Regions from separate parts of the Vulpes vulpes genome. Here region 2 is linked to region 1. The links are chromatin contacts, called in public Hi-C maps. All regions are on one chromosome and are shown on one strand. Each heading gives the region's core, a stretch centred on a gene start, on an enhancer-like site or on the middle of the called end of the contact. The rest is flanking DNA. Distances are from core to core; before and after follow the strand shown.

Region 1 (2,743 bases), core at 152-2,651:
AAACCGCTGCACCACCAGGGCTGCCCATGTTCTAGTTTTTTTAAAAAAAGATTTTATTTATTTATTCATGAGAGACAGAGAGAGAGGCAGAGACAGGCAGAGGGAGAAGCAGGCTCCATGCAGGCAGCTGGATGTAGGACTCAATCCCAGGACCCCAGGATCACCATCTGAGCCAATGGCAGATGCTCAACCACTGAACCTCCCAGGCGCCCCATCATGTTCTAGTTCTATGCTACTGCTTAGTAGTTGCGTGAACCAAGGCTGCATTGGACAGTAGTGCACTGCAGGGTAGGAGGCAACTGAATTCCATAAGCATTCTGTTCCTCAGATCATTTCCATTTGGGCTGATTCCCCCGAGTGTGAGTGTGAGGGTGGGTGGGTAGGTGTGTACCCTTTTCTAATTCAGGAGGTGGCCCTGAACAGCAGAATCCCAATGTGGGAGGGGAGGAGGGTCTTGCAGTAAGCAATAGTTTGTGACTCTCAGTCTCCTTACTTGTGAAACTAAGTTAGTTATGCTTGTTTAGTCTGATTCAGGAGATTGGTGGGAGGGTCAAATTAGATTACAGAAGGAAGATGCTTCTATAAAAAATATGATATATTTGATAATAAAAAGTGATAATTACTACCATCACGCCCCCAGGCCTTTGTGTCCAGTCACTTTTTAAATCCTAGTAGTTAAGGAGTAAAACTGTACAGGCGGACCTCCTCAGTTCAATTTCTGGAAAATGTTTTGAAATCTCTGCATGAAAGGGCTTGTCGAAGGAAGACAGTGCAACCTCCTGTCTCTGACAGGTCCTAAACTCCAGATTTATGGTTATTTGGGTTCTTTTTGGCATCTAGCCAGGTGCTGTGCTTTATTCACTTTCAGGACAACTTTACTGCCAATCTACCTGAAGGATTTTAGCTTAGGTAAGTCACCTTTCCCTTAAATGGGCTAAGATAATCATGACCCTCTTTAGCAAGTTCACGTGGAAAATAGTTGTGTCAGGTGTTAGTAATTATTTATCAAGCCAGGGACTGTCTGGGTAGACTCTCTTTGGCTCAGGTCCTTAGCTGATGGAGACAGTGAGGAAAGCCCAATCTGGATCACTAGTCCAAGTCCTTTGTGTTTACGTACGTGGAAGCTGAAGCCCTGAGAGATTCAATGACTTGTCCAATGCAGGAGGTTGAGGGCTGGTACTGGGTCTGGAATCCATTCTTCTGTATCATCCTCTTGCTCTTTTTATAAGATACTTTGCAGAGATACCACAAAAGTATAGAACCCAATACCACTTGGGGCGTGTCCCTCAAGTTAGAAAGGTGAGGTCTCAAAACACCGGAGGAAGCAGTTTGGGCTATTTGTGTATTAAGTTCCCGCCCCCCCACCTGCCTGGCCTCGCCCCGCCCACTTCCTCCGCGGTAGTCCCGCCCCCTTTCGGTGGCCCCCGCCGCTTCCTGGTAGCTCAGCCTGCTCCTCCCCCCGCCCGCGGAACCAATGTTCGGAGGCTTTTCAGGGTCAGCCGGATCTTTCTCGCTCAGACTCTTCGCAGCGGTGACTCGGCAGCAGCGTCTCTCGTCATCAGTGACCGCCCCGTACCTTGCTACGCTTTGCGTCGCTCTGCTAGGAGCAGTCACCTCCTCCTTGGCAAATAGTCCTCGGCGGGGTCCGAGTTCTTGGTTAATAGGAGAGGGGAGGTAGAAGAAGTTGCAGCTAGGGAACACGGAATCGACAAGGAGAGGGGGATAGAGACCCAAGTTTCTGCAGTACTGCGCGAAGTTAGTTAGAAACTCCTCGCTTCCTAAGAGGATCCTTCCGCCTGCAGTAGCGGTGGTGAGGCCGAGGGAGCCGCCATTTTGGATGTTCGGTTCCTGCTGCCACTGCTGCCGCCGCCCCCGGAGCTGCTGGTTTCATTCGAGGTTTCGGGCCGGTGAGTGTCACTCGCGGCGCTACGAACATATTGCTTCTTTTGCCCCGCGCCTGCTGGGAGCGCTCGGCCGGAAGCTTCCTGTCAACACCGGAGGTCCGGTCCTCGGCTTCGGGGGGCGAGAAGAGAGGACAGAGGCTGGCCCAGGAGGGGCGCGGAGTCCCAGGGGCTGCTCCGACTTCTTGAGGGCCGACCCGAGGCCTCGGACCCGGAGGCTCCCCGCGCGGCTGCGTTCGGAGTCGTGGCGCTGCCCGGCCGGTGCGGGCCTCCTCTGGACCCATTGACTTTCTCGGGCTTCGATCCTCTCTTGAGGGCTCGTTCAGGGAGCCCGGGGTTAGCGGGGCGGGTCCCACCCCCGCGTGTCGTCTCGGAGCTACGTATCAGCGTTCTCGTGTCTTGCACTCGGGTCAGGTCTTTCGTAGAACTCTCTAAAGGTCTTTCGGAGGCTCCGTTAGTCGCTGTCTGCCCCGCAGTGCCGGCCCCTCGGAACCGGACGTCGGCCTCGCCTCTCCCTAACCTTCCCACCAACTTCTTTCCCGATTTTCGGGGTCCCTCCCCAACTCCCGAACTCACCCGCGAGTCCCACTGCTTAGCCTTCTCGCAAAGCCCTGACCCTGCGGACGTCAGTTCCTACTAATTCCATCTTCTCGACTGTCTGGACGAGTCGGGACGATTGCTTATGTTTCCTTGTTAAGGTTTGATGAAGGCGGTCCGTCGAGCCGTTCGCTCGGAGCACACTTGAGCAGTTTTAAAGCTGATTGAATGGCTTTTGGGGAGGGATAGGGAGAAGGCTGTCAGAGGTTTCTCATTTGTGAATTCTCTTCCTGTGCTGAACAGTT
Region 2 (2,743 bases), core at 170-2,669, 160 kb before region 1:
ATTTCTCTTTTATATTCAGAGTTAGGACATTATGCTGACTTTTTAAAATTATACATAGACATTACATTATACATAAATTCCACTTCAGGATAATAAATGTAGTTGCAAAAAAAATATTTTTTTAAAGCATCAGATCTTATTGAGTCAACAATCACTATCCTAGTTCAAAACATGCTTTGTAACGTGTTTCTCTAGTTATCACTGCAGATGATGGGTCACTCACTCATTCAGTCAATCATCTGCCCAACATTAAGGAGCACTCAAGAGTCCCTGCCCTCAAGGAGGACAGTCTCAGGAGACATCCTTAATCAATGGTCATGCAAATAGGGGCACCTGGGTGGCTCAGTGGTTGAGTGCCTGCCTTTGGCTCAGGTTGTGATCCCAGGGTTCTGGGATCGAGTCCTGCACCAAGCTCCTTGCAGGGAGCCTGCCTCTCTCTGTGTCTCTCATGAATAAATAAATAAATGTTTTTTAAGAAAATGATCACGCAAATATAGAACTGTGAAGATTGCTATGGAGAAAAAAGGTATAGGGTAATAAGAGAATCCAACCCAATCTCAGAGGTAGACAGGAAGGCTCCCTTGAGGAAGTGACTCAAAGCTGACATCCAAAGGATAAATAGGAGCTAACTAGGAGGCAGGGGGTGGGGGGAGTAGGAAAAGTATAAAGGCGCTCTCGGTGGCAGAGGATAATGAGATGCACCCAAGGAAGAGGGAAAGGGGGGAGGCTCCTTGGATGCCAAGGAATGAGGGAAAGCACCGCACGAGAGCTAGGGGGACAGGGAGGGGCATGGGCCAGAATGAAGATTTGCGTTTCGCTCCCTGCACAAGTCATTGCGGTGATCCGATGTGCCCTGGAGGATCACCCCAGCTGTTAATAAAGAGCAAGGATCTGCCGCCTTCCTTCCAGTCTCCCGCAGATTACAGGAGCGCCCCTTGGTGTCCCCCGACAAGCCCGTGAACGCGACCACACAAGTCCCCGCCCCACAATCTCATCGAGAAGGGCTGGGGCCGCGTCTCGGTGTAACTTCGTTGCTCGTGGGTCCTGCACGTCAGGTCGGGCCGTCCTGTGCTCCCTAGACGCTCGTGTGCCACGTGCCACAAAAACCTGGGCCCCGCGCGTTGGCAGACCCGCATCTGCTCAGACTGAGCGGGCCGTTAGCACGCGGGCCAAGCACACGCGCACAAGCACACGCACGCAACCCGCGCTGCCTCCAGCGACACAGACGCGCCGGGGGGCCCACGCTGGGAGCCGAATCCCGCCCACAGCTCGCCGCGGCCAGCCCGCGAGGCTCCTCTCCGCCCGCCGCCGGCCCGCGCTCCGCACAGCCTGCGCACAGCCCGCTCTCTGAACTCACTTTCAGCTGTCTCCACGCCATGCTCCTTCCGCCCCTGGACCCGCCTCTGCCTCATTTCCATTGGAGGAGATGGCCGCGAGCTATCCAATCACCGCCTGCGGCTGCCGCCTCACCAATCGCCGGGCAGGAGGGCGGGGCGGGCCCCTCCGCGGCGGAAACCGCCGGCTCGCGCCGTCAGGGCGGCCACGCCCCTTCCGGCCCGGGCTGCCCGCGCGGGCGCTTTGCGGTGCGGCGCTGCGGGGCAGGTGCCTTCGCGTCCGCGACCCTTCGCTTCCGAGCAGCGCTCCCATTAATATCTGGATCATTAGATATGCCGGTGCTCTCGGTAAAGCAGGTACCGGGAGTATGTGTCAGACACTGTAAAAGGGTTGGAATAAGATAACCCGAATCGAGCCCAGAGAAGATTCCATCAGCATCAGGTTTTACCTTAAAAAGTGCCTAAAACGGACGTATGTAGGTAGGTATGTGTGTTAATGAAGGTGTCGGGACATCAAGACTTTGTAGCCGAGTCCTGCAACCCAAAGGATTCCATTGCAGGGAAGACTTGGTGGACTCCTATTGAGAAAACTTCCAAGTTAATTGGATACTCGTTTTCCTGGCATTTCACGAGGTTTCAGTTTTCTGGTTTGTTCCGACTTCTGTCTCCCCAACCCCCGCAGAATTATTTCTCTTTATACACGCTTCCCGTTCGTATGCATTTACTCAGGCTGACTCCGGCCTGCACGACCGTTTTTGTCTCCATATGGCCCAAGTGCTGGTAATAATTTCTCCCTCATCTGAACCTTCATAGATATATGCCGTACCTGACCAGTTTGTTTTGTTTTTAAGATTATATTTAGTTGTGAGAGACAGGCAGAGCCGTAGGCCGAGGGAGGAGCAGGCTCCCTGCAGGGGGCCCGACGCGGGACTCGAACCCAGGACCCCGGGGTCACGACCTGAGCCCGTGGCAGACGCCCAACCGCTGAGCCCCCCAGGCGCCCCGCGCCGAGGGGCACTGTCTTTATGAACTACAATTGTTTGGTCTTTTTTTATCCGCCCCCCTAACTCAACTGTAAACGTTTTGCAAATAGGGGCCATACTATATCTTTAGTTTGATTCCTGCAGTGTTTCTCAAACTGGAAGAGTGTATTCTTGGATATACACCTGAGAATTTTTGATACTGGTGTCCTCTTTCTGTAGTGATTTTTTAAAGTAATATAAGCATCATTTGGACAAACAACTCTGAAACCTACCAAGCTATTTCAGAGCCCACGTTTATTTTGTACCTATTATCATATTTTGGCATCAAGAAAGAAAACCATCTAAAACAAATGATGGGCGTGCTGCTGGTGAAGAACAAACGACATACTACGGGAACAAAGGGTTTTCAGCAATTCAAGTAAAGCA

What was found. A called contact is a pair of places that touch in the nucleus more often than the background predicts.
Region 2: a contact with region 1 is called in a Hi-C map of skeletal muscle, with 3 times the contacts expected there. The contact joins the promoter of DHODH here to the promoter of AP1G1 in region 1. A contact is called at or near these places in 2 of 3 Hi-C or Micro-C datasets (both in skeletal muscle).

Annotation. Positions count from the first base shown.
Region 1 is chr12:179,008,262-179,011,004 of VulVul3, reverse strand. AP1G1 (adaptor related protein complex 1 subunit gamma 1) reads left to right here and starts at 1,401. Exons shown (of 23, transcript XM_026011631.2): 1 at 1,401-1,907.
Region 2 is chr12:179,170,994-179,173,736 of VulVul3, reverse strand. DHODH (dihydroorotate dehydrogenase (quinone)) reads right to left here and starts at 1,419. Exons shown (of 8, transcript XM_072731595.1): 1 at 1,358-1,419. The coding sequence starts at 1,378. PKD1L3 (polycystin 1 like 3, transient receptor potential channel interacting) reads left to right here and starts at 1,535. Exons shown (of 33, transcript XM_072731588.1): 1 at 1,535-2,743.